Regions from separate parts of the Mus musculus genome. Here region 1 is linked to region 2. Evidence: chromatin contacts called from public HiChIP or PLAC-seq data. All regions are on one chromosome and are shown on one strand. The core of a region is the stretch at or near the end of the contact, and the rest is flanking DNA. Distances in the headings are between cores, read along the strand shown.

What was found. HiChIP or PLAC-seq counts read pairs in DNA pulled down with a chosen protein or histone mark.
Region 1: an H3K27ac HiChIP or PLAC-seq map of large pre-B cells shows a contact between it and region 2, with 4 times the contacts expected there. The contact joins the promoter of Golga4 here to the promoter of D730003K21Rik in region 2. A contact is called at or near these places in 1 of 39 promoter capture datasets (the 3T3-L1 cell line) and 1 of 115 datasets of contacts at active chromatin or transcription factors (large pre-B cells).

The regions. Positions count from the first base shown.
Region 1 is chr9:118,503,528-118,508,819 of GRCm38.p6, forward strand. It overlaps Golga4 (golgi autoantigen, golgin subfamily a, 4), which reads left to right and starts at 2,791. Exons shown (of 24, transcript NM_018748.3): 1 at 2,791-3,030. The coding sequence starts at 2,959.
Region 2 is chr9:116,325,408-116,330,731 of GRCm38.p6, forward strand. It overlaps D730003K21Rik (a long non-coding RNA gene), which reads left to right and starts at 1,916. Exons shown (of 4, transcript XR_871324.2): 1 at 1,916-2,238; 2 at 3,774-3,931.

The DNA.
Region 1 (5,292 bases), core at 1,541-4,040, 2.2 Mb after region 2:
TACTATAAAGGGAATCCTCTCCAGATTTCTTCCTCTTAAAGTTCACATCATTGGGATGTTGAAAACTACAGATTATTGATGTTCATTTTATATCCTATGGCTTGACTGTAAGTATTTATTTCTTCAATCTAAGAATTCAGATGAAGTCTTCAGGGTCTCTGAGATACTGGATCACATCTGTGAATAGGAAATGTTTGACTTCTTCCTTTTCTGTCCGGATCCCTTTTCTTTCTTTTCTCTTAGCGCCCCATGCTGCACTCCCAACTCTGCAGGACATGTTTCCTGCTCTCCTCCATTTAGAATAAATTTAGAGTTTAGATGTTTGTAGCGTGTAGCTTTAAGAGCTTTTGTTTTCCTGTGTGTGGGTATTTCGCCTGCATTTCTGATTGTGCACCACATGTATATCTGCTGTCCTCAGAGGTCAAAAGAGAGTCTTAGAGCCCCCAGAACTGGAGTTACAGATGGTTGTGAATCACCATGTGGTTTGGGTGCTGGGAACCAAACCAAGGTCCTATGCAAAAGCATCGAATGCTCTTATCTGATCTGTATTGTGTTGAGAAATTTTGTGCCTTTGTTCATCAGGGAACTTGGCATGCAGTGTTCTTTGTGTGTGTGTTCTTATCTAGTTTGGGCATTAGTGTAATACTAACGAGCTGTGCTCCTTCCAGGTTGTCGAGATTGCCAATTTCTGAAAAGTATGGTAGAGTTCAGCTGTGAGCCTGTTTAGTTCTGGGCTTTTCTTTGTTGGTGGACTCTGCTACTGTGTGTGAGGGAGAATTGTGGAGATCAGCCACATCTGGACAGCCCTCACATCTGGACAGCCCTCACATCTGGACAGACCTTGTTGGGCTACCCAGGCCACGGTCTGTCAGTCAGACTAATACATCCCATGTGTCTATATATCCACTCCATTGGCTCTGCTCCTTTAGAGAAAGAACTCTGACCCAAACACTGCCCATCTCTAGTTTTATTCATGTGGAATCACCCCATTGGTTATTTTTGCTAGAGTATTTCTGTTTGCTTGTTGTTCTTGTTTTTTTGTTTGCTTGTTTGCTTGTTTGTTTGACACGGTTTCTCTGTCTTAGCTTTGGCTGTCCTGGAATTCACTCTGTAGACCAGGCTGGCCTCAAACTTAAGAAATCCAAGTGCCTCTGCTTCCTTAGTGTTGGGATTAAAGTTGTGCACCACCACCACCGCCATCTGGTTAAAATGTAAGCTCTCATAACCTTTCCTGTAAGCAATTCTGTGGAGGCATTGTCTTGTTTAATGATTGATAGTGTGAGGGTCCAGCTTAATGTGGGTGGTTCTACCCCAGGTAGGTGGTGTTGGGTTGTATAAGAAAGCAAGCTGAGCGATCCACTGGGAACAGGACAGCAAGCACCACTCCCCCTTTGGCTCTGCTTCAGTTCTTGTCTCCAGCTTTCTGACTTGAATTCTTGCAGGCAAACTAAGACAAGGTAGTATATATGCCCAGAGACAGGACTCCTTCACTTAGGTTTTTGACTACGAATCTCCTCCTCTGGCATGTGACTGGCATTGGAAGTCTTGTGGGACTGAGGCCTAAACCTGTGGATCTGGTTTTCTCTGTCTCTCTGTCTCTCTCTCTGTCTCTGTCTGTCTCTGTCTGTCTCTGTCTGTCTCTGTCTGTCTCTGTCTCTGTCTCTGTCTCTGTCTCTCTCTCTCTCTCTCTGAGTCAGGGTGTCCCTATGTAACATAGGCCCATCTGGCCTGGAACTCGGAGATCACCTGGCCTCAGCCTCCCAGGTGCTGGGATTAAAGGTGTACACCCCCATGCACCAGTTCTTAATGTTCTGTTCAAAGAATCAGAACTGAATGGATGCCATCCAGGTAGTAGCTTGTGCAGAACCCAGAGTTTCGAGGTCATATGGGTCTTTGTGAGCAGAGGTTTCAGAAATATTCTATGTTGTGCAAGTGTAGGGGGTTCTCAGCAGATGGAAAAGTCTAGGTAGGGGAAGACAGCTCCTTTGGAGTGCAGCCACAGATATTAAGCACTAAAGGCAGATAATTCTGACTAGGCAGAAAATTGTGCACCTGTAGGCCTCAGCTATTCTGGAGGCAGGAAAATCACTTTAGTTAACAAATTCAAGGCCAGTCTGCCTAATTCAGCCAGACTATTTATGTTTGAGACAGGATCTCACTGTAGCTCAGACTGGCCTTAAATTCATATAGGCAAGAATGACCTTGAACTTCTCGTCCTACTGCTTCTACCTCTGGATGCTGGGATTACAGGTATACACCATCACACCCAGTTTATGCGATGCTGAGGCTAGAGCCAATCCTTCCTGCATATGCTAGGTAAACAAACGTTCTACACCCTCAGCCCCAGATTTTCTCTTTAAACCAACCAACCAACCAACCAATGAACCAATGAACCAACGAACCAACTAGCTGGCCAACCAGCGAACCAACTAGTCATCTATACCATCCAACCCACTATCCAAAAACCTTTCGAGAGAATTCTAAACGATCGTGCCACACGACACTGAATACACTTCTGCATTCCTAGCTCTATCCTCTCTCACCCCAGCCTTCTTCACTGTGGTGCTCAGTGGTGGGATGCTCCCTATTTGACAGCACAGCTCCAAGACTCCCGCTAGAGTCAGCGCAGACGCCACTGTGCACGCGCGTTCACCCGCACCGCCTCCATATTGTCCGCCGCGGCGCTCCGTAGCAAGCCCCTGGCAAGCTCCACGTCGACCGCGCAGGCGCCCGGGGCGCGTTCACCTGCTGCCGTTGTCGCCGCCGCCGCCGCCGCTGACGGGGCTGGATGGGGGGCCGAGGCCAGCCAGGGGCACCCAGAAAGAAGAGACGCGGCGGCGGCGACGCCGACACCCGCACGACGAGCGCCCCGAGGTGCCCGCCAGCTCCACAGGAAGGCGGCGAGGCCCGGGCCCGGCCGCCCCGCGGGTAGAGACGCTGCCGGCCCCTCGCCGCGCCATGTTCAAGAAGCTGAAGCAGAAGATCAGCGAGGAGCAGCAGCAGCTGCAGCAGGCGTTAGCCCCTGCTCAGGTACGTCGTCCCCCTGCGCCGAGGCCCGGGAAGCGGGCGAAAGTTCCCCATGACCTTTGACCTCCGCCCCAGGAACACCCCCCCCCCCCAAACCGTAGCCCTGGAAGGTTTGGGACCACCCAGCCGGTGTAGGAACCCTGGCCTGGTTTCTCCCAAAACTCCGTCCCTGTGCAGGGTGACGGGACCGGTCGGGACATTTGACTTCGGAGTTTCCCCTCTAAGGACCGACCCGGTCTGACAGATGGGTGCGATGGGTTCGGGTCCTGCGTGGGGAGCTTCTCTCGCCCGTCAGAGACCCTGACTCTAGAGTGGTGACGGGGGCGGGGCAACCCAGATCCTTTGTGATATGTGACCTCTGCCCTCTGCCCCATATATGACCAATGTCCTCTGGGTTCCCTGGACATCGCACCCGGAATGACCAGGTCCCTGTAAGTCTCCTGCTTCCAAACCCTGATCGAGGCAGAGAGTCGAGCCTGCCCGGGCCAGGCTGCTCGCAGGAGCCGAGGGCGGCGGTCCAGCGACCAAGCCTGTCACGAGTTAGTCACTTCGTGTAACTTGGGTGATGGCGGACAGGGCTCAGGGGCAGACACTGAACGGGACGGGCACCGAGCCTGTCAGCAACCGGGCTCTTGCATCTTTTCTGGAAGGTCGTTGCTTTTTAAGGGAGTATGGTTTCGGGCTGGGAAAAGGGGGCGTGTTCGTGTTAGAAACAAACTACCCCTCTCCAGCACTCAGGGTGTGAAGGACGGGAGGGGAGGGTTTCTGCTGAATCTCTCCCCAGTCTCCCTGAATATCAGTAGATTGAACACGAACGTCTTTTCTTTTATGGTTAGAAACCTGGAAAGCCCATGGCTCAAGAAAGGTCGTAGTTTGGCTAAGTGGGAAGCAGTTTGGGTGTTTAAATATAACGACCCAGCATTCTGTTTCTAGAAACATAGTCTGAGAAGATTTAGGATGCAAAAACATTTAGTTACACGATTTCTTTTTTCTTGTGTGCGCGCGTGGGCAGGTGGCAGCCAGAAGACAACCATGGTGTCGTCATTCCTCATCCCTCGGGCTTTATTCTTTTTATTTTACTATTTAAAAAAGATTTCTGGATTTCTTTATGTGAGTGTCTTGTCTGTCTGTATGTCTGTACACTGTGTGAGGCCAGAAGATAGTGTTGGATCCCAGGGAACTTGTCATGCATGGTTGAACCATTATGTGGGTTGGTCCTCTGCAAGAGCAACAATTGCTCTTAACCTCTGAGCCATTTCTCCAGCACACCCCCTGGCCTGGAACTCACCAAATAGGCTGGGCTCAATGGCCAGCAGGCCGAGGGAATCCACCTTTCTGCCTCCTGAGCACTGGGGTACAAGAGTGTGCCACCACAGCTGTCTTTTTTAACCTGGATTCTGAGATGGAAACTCAGGCAAGCATTTTACCATCTGAACTGTCTTGCTAGCCCTGGCGCTGTTTTAATGGTAGCACTCTGGGGCCAGTAAAGAATTGGCTGGATACATTCTTACCAGGGGGCTGATTATTATACAGCGCTAAAAAGAAACAACGTTGATTTGGATCTCTGCTCCACATTTATTTAGTAGTTAGTATAGATTACTTAGACCTCATAAACCTATGAGGTAAATATTATTCCTCCTATAGATGAAAATGTGATGAGACCCAAAGGCAACTGCTACATAGAATCAGAGCTGCAGGCAAATATTGTCTACATAGACTGAGAGATGCTACAAGAGACAAATTAAGTGCAGCATATGAATTGTGACCCACTTTTTATGGCAATAAGAAATGTATTTTTAGGAGTGAAGCACAGCAATCTTCCACTGTAGCACTATAGACCCTCCCACTCCAGACTCACCCCCAGGGAGTGAGGGAAGCTTCTGCTCTACACCGCAGCGCATCCTTCAGGCCTTTGGCCTTATCTGTGTACTTTGTCCTTATCCCCATCTTACTTTGTTATTGTTGCCCTGCCTGAAGCCTCATTGTTCGGGAGAGAAGCCTGATGTTCCTGCCACTGGCAGTGTAGAGAGAGACAGGAGAGCTCAGGGCTTGTGAGTTTCTGAGCTTGCCTCTTTATTTTTAAATAAAGATATTATATTTAAAGCTGGCTCATACCTTTTGCTTTAAGACCTGAGGCTTTCTAAGAATCTGGGATGAACGCTGCTTTGTTTCCATGGCAGCAGTACCTTGTGTGGGTCCTGGCGTTGCAGTACCTCAGCTCTGCTGAACTTGGTACCGCTTCTGCTTCTCGTTCATCTCCAGTCT
Region 2 (5,324 bases), core at 666-3,165:
TCTGTGACACCTCAGCCATGCTAACTGTGGTCTCCACAGATAATATACAAAGGAGGATAGTGACCGTGTGCTAACACAGCTGCATGTGTGAACATTGCTTTCTTGAACTACATATAACCCATATGAACTATTACAAAATAAAAATAATACGATAAGCATTCTTTCTTTATCTTTACATGTTTGTTTCCTTTTCCATTCACCCCCCCCCCCAACTTTTATTTCTGACCATTTTATGTATGGGTAAAACGTACTATGATCACATGTACCTGCCCATGACCCTCTCCCTTAACTATCCCATACTTGCCCCGTGTCCTTGTATGTATGCAGGGCATGAGTGTGTGTTCACAGTGGCACTTGTCACACCATGTCCAGAGCACAGTGCTTCATGCACCCCCACCCTCGTCCGGGTCTCACAATCTTCTCCTGTCCTCATTCAAAGCATTTGACCAGTTACAAGTCTCTGTATTCACCACTGTCCACTATAAAAGAGAAGCTTCTTTGGCCAAGCTGTGGGTAGCAATAGTCTGTAGATATAAATATAAGTTCTTAGGAGACGGTGTAGCTATATGTCTATTTTTTTTAAACAAAATATCTACCTTTCCCCCTAAGGCTTATGACCTTCCAAGCCAAAGTTTGTTTTCAGCTTGTGGGTCTGTTTGCTTGAGACAAAATTCTACTATGCATTGCATGATAGCCTTGAACTTACTCTAGCTCAGGATGGCCTCAAAATTAGAGTAGTCCTCAGCCTCACAGAGTGTTGGCATGCCAGGTGTGTATCATGATGCTTAGAGACAGATTTCTTTCTAACCAGTTATAGATGTAAAATTATTCTTAGTTTGTGGATCAAATCAACCAACAAACGAACAAATCAACAAACCAAGCAAACAGTCGGTAAAACTAAAAACAGGTGGCAGGCGAGGTGCTGGGTTATCAACAGTAGGCTGGCTACCACCCCAAACGTCTTCAATGCCACTGGTAAGTTCCATACATGAGCTTGCTTCACTTTCACTATTGTGGCACACACACACACACACACACACACACACACACACACACACAAAACATATACCTTGACTAAAAAAATGTATGTCAACAATGAGATCCATGGATATGGCTGCTGGGTGATATGTTGTTTGCCTAACTCTGTGTATAAAGATAAATATGCATATATACCCTTGCAAGTACTCATAAATACTCATACACCTAGACATAGAACATAAACATATATTCCTTGAAACAATTCAGGATTCTAGACATTTCCAACTGTTGCTTTCACACATTTAGAAGGGTTACTTAGCACTGTCCCCATTTTCTGGTTCTATAACTGTGTTTTCATGACTTGATCTTATCAAATCCCAACACCCCCATCTTCCCTCATCCAACCATGTGGTTAGTCACCAGGTCAAGCCCAGTTCCTTGAACATTAGTGGATTTCCACCTAGAGTCAGGATGACAATGAGTGGGTTTGGCTGTAGGTACATGGAGTATGGTAACGTAAGGATCCATGAGTCACTGAAGAATGATACCCCAGACTCAAATAGTACGTAAACGGAGAGTGTTTTACTTTGCAGAAGTCCAGCATGCTGGGGTCTCTCCAATGCCAAGATAGAGAGACAACCAAGTGAGCTTGCAGGCCTGATTTAAAGCACATTAGGTAATTCTGGGATAGGTGACTTCTATGTTAATCTGTTGGGTCTATCTCTATGGACATTCCATTACTGGGGTGTAGGAGCTGTGAACCTGCTGGGAAGATCTAGAAACTGTTGCTGAGGAAGTCTGGAAACTGCTGCTGACCCATTGTCCTTGCCTCACGATAGGTGGCAGGGCAGCTTCTGAGGCCTGGACTTGCCTGGACTTGCCCAGTTCTTAGAAACAGAGATTTAGGCCTAGTCTCCTTAACTGCCAATGTGAAGCCTGTCATGGAATCAGCCTAGCTTCCATAGGCCTTCTCAGTACCTATCAGAGCGATTTGGAATTTCATGGTTCCAGGAAGTAGCTAAGTAAGTTCTGTATTCAGCTCTTGTTCTAACTGGCATAGAGTCCAAAGTGAGCAGGAGTATTAATCAAGGAGGAAGAGCCCGTGTAAATGTGGAAAAACTCCAGGATTGTGGCTTGGAGGTCACAAAAGTAAGTTGGAACTTCCAGGAACCTCTGCCTGATGCTTCCAACTTCAAACACACCACCGACTTGCAGGGAACGCTGGCACAGTTGATTATTTTCTAATGGACATCTACCCAGGTGAGGAGCTGGGGAACCTGAAGGAAGAGACCTGGTGAGGGACACAGAACTGTATGCTTGGCTTCTGCCCTCTGTCACAGGGAGACAGACATCAGCAGTTCCTGTGTGACCCACAGCAGCTGAGTAATGCGCTCTGAAATGTCCTATCTCAGTTGGTAAAGTGCTTGCAAACCCCTGGGTTCCAAGCTCTGCAAGGCACAAAGTGGGTATGGTATCGTATGCCAGCTATCACAGCACTTGTCAGGCAGAGGCAGGAGGACCAGGAGTTCAAGGTTTTCTATCTATTGCTATCTAGTGGGTTGGAGGCCAGTCTGAGCCACGTAAGATGCTACATACGAACAAACAAACAAATGGCAAATAGCTAATGTGGGCCTTCCATACCCTACCTTGTAGATTCTTTCTGCCCTGAGACTATGAAGAGATAGAATCCTGGTCCTCAGATGTCTCCCCTAGCTAAGTCAGCACAGAAAATGGACTATGTAAACTCCCTTTCCTGTAGAGCTGGTCTGAAGTAATCCGAGATGGTTTTTGTAAGACTTGGTAAAGTTCCTTCACCCTCTTTCCAGTACTGTCCTGGGGAGAGGGGGAGTCGGCCTTTATCCTTGGGAGATTGCACAGATTTAGAAACTGATCTTACACGGAGGACAAGAGAACAGCCTAAGAAGTCACCTCTTCTCTGCCTGGGGGTTTTCTCCCTCCTGCGGGGTGCTCAGAGGGCTTCTCCTGGAAGCCCTAGGACCAGCAGGCCTGGCTTCCTGCCTTTCTCTAACCAGGGTGGCAGGGGGCCTGCATCTGCCTCCCAGCAGCCTTCCTGTGTTGACAGCACCCTTTGTTCTTCCTTTCTCCCTAGGGAAGATGTTGGCTTGTCTGTTCTGGGCAACAGATTTGGGAAAAAACACACTTTTGTCTTTTAAAGGAATTTATCATTGTTCTTCTGAAGACTCAAAAGAAAAGTCACCTTACACTGATTTCAAAAGCAACAACAACAACAAAAACCAATTGAACACCCCCTCGCCCCCTTCAAAAACAACAGGAAGGCATGATTCAGGCCATGCATTTTAAAATTACTAAATCCACAAAAATGTGAATGTGTGTGTGTGTGTGTGTGTGTGTGTGATAACAATAATGAACAGGCAAAAGAAAATTGCAATGTTTCTCAATCTCTCCATTTTCTGACATACATGTCACCATCAGATTCTTTTTTTAAAAAAGTCTCTTAATTATGTGCATGTGTGTGCGTGTATGGCTTTTGCACATGTGCAGGTGCCAGTGGAGACAAGAAAGTGTCCAGTTTTCCTGAAGCTGGAGTTAGAGGCAGCTGTGAGTCTCCTGATGTTGGTGATAGGAACTGAACTCTAGTCCTTGGCAAGAGAAAAGAAACCCCTAGCCCCGAGCCATGCCATCTCTCTAGCCCTAGATTGCTTTCTTGGTCCTTTTATGCCAGCGACTTCAGAAAGTCTTGCTGTATATTCTTAAAAGGCCGTCTGGAAATTTGTAGAGTTGGGTAATAAACTTTACTGTGTACTTTACTACAGCCTGAACCCCAGAATAATCTTTACTCCATGGAGTGTGTATGTGTGTAAAGGGTCCCAGAGGCAAGATGGAGCCTACGACAACTTCCTGAGAACGAAGTTTTGAAAGCACATACTTGCACTTCCACGAAAATTTGTCACCAACACAGAGCCTTTGTCAGGTGGGTTCCTTTTATTCATGACAGGAAGGGGACTTCCCCTCAGTAATACAGTCATCTGTGGTTGCACATACCTCTCCCTGTCTTCCGGGTTCTTTTCTAGAGAGTCACAGGGAGGGTACGGTTATTAAGACCCTTCACTGATTATATATAGCATTGTTATGTTTTCTTTCAAAACTTCCACTATGTAGTGAGGTTTTTAACTGTAAGGTTGTATGTCTGTACCTGAGCAGGTTTTGTGTGTAGTGTCTTAGTGTCCATAATGATATTTTGTTGGGGCTAGAGAGATGGTCAGATCCATTTGGTCCCTGGTCATGTGGGGCTGTCACCTATCTTCTGTAACTCCAACTCCAGGGAATCCAATGTCTTTTTCTGGCATGTGTGTGTGTACAATTAAAAATAAAACAAAATTAATTTTGACCAAAAGTAATGATACTATCTGAAAATATTGGCTGATCTCAATGTTAAGTAAGCATTTACAAAACTATTTATCATGCAAAAGTACTTGTGTCTAATTTGGAATTAGAAATGAGTCATTAGAAAATTTCTGGAATTAGCTGGTAAGAGAAATCTGGAATTAACAACAATAACAACAAGATGAAGTATTCAAAGTAGGGACAGCCATAATGTATCTGAGCACCTGAGAGATACAGAGAATGCCTTCTCCAGGTTGTAGAATTGGAGAAAACTCTCCAGGTGAGTGAGTGGGTTGGGCTGTGGACCCATGAAAAGTGATAGGAGTGTAGACACCACTTCAAAGGCGCTTCACTCATGTTGGCCACCCCAAGGGCTTTGCTTTCCTGTCAACAGTGATGTCTTTACCATCTTGTCCTTGTTTATAACATGTTGGACTACTCAACAGGGTCTCTCTATTTTACCAAGTCGTGGAACAGAGTGAAGGACAGCAGAGATGGCCAGGATCCCATATGTAAAGGTGATGAAGAGTGAGCACTGGGTCTGTCATGTGCTTGCTCAGATTTTCCCATTTAACTTTCAGGAGCCATCTGTAGAAAAATAACATCATTATGTCCATTTGAAGGTTCAAGGGATCAGGACACATGGGCAACTCATAGTTAGTAGGTGATGGGAAAAGGCTTTAGATATTTGGATCTGGAGGCTGAGCTCAGCATATGAGATGACAGAGAGTCCTATTCAGCCATCTTATTCTGTCATTCTGTGGGAATAACAGAGACTTCTTTGTTCTTCTCTGGGTGCTGGATAGACTATGTTAGTGTAGACCAATCAGAAATGATTTCTGGCTACTCTGAGTGCACATGTGTCAACTGGTACACACCTGGGCATCACCATACTCAGAACCATTTCTTTCAACTTGTTGCTGTGCCTAAAAAATGTAATTCTTCCTCTCACTGTTTCCTTTAAAGCCTGCTGCTCTTTT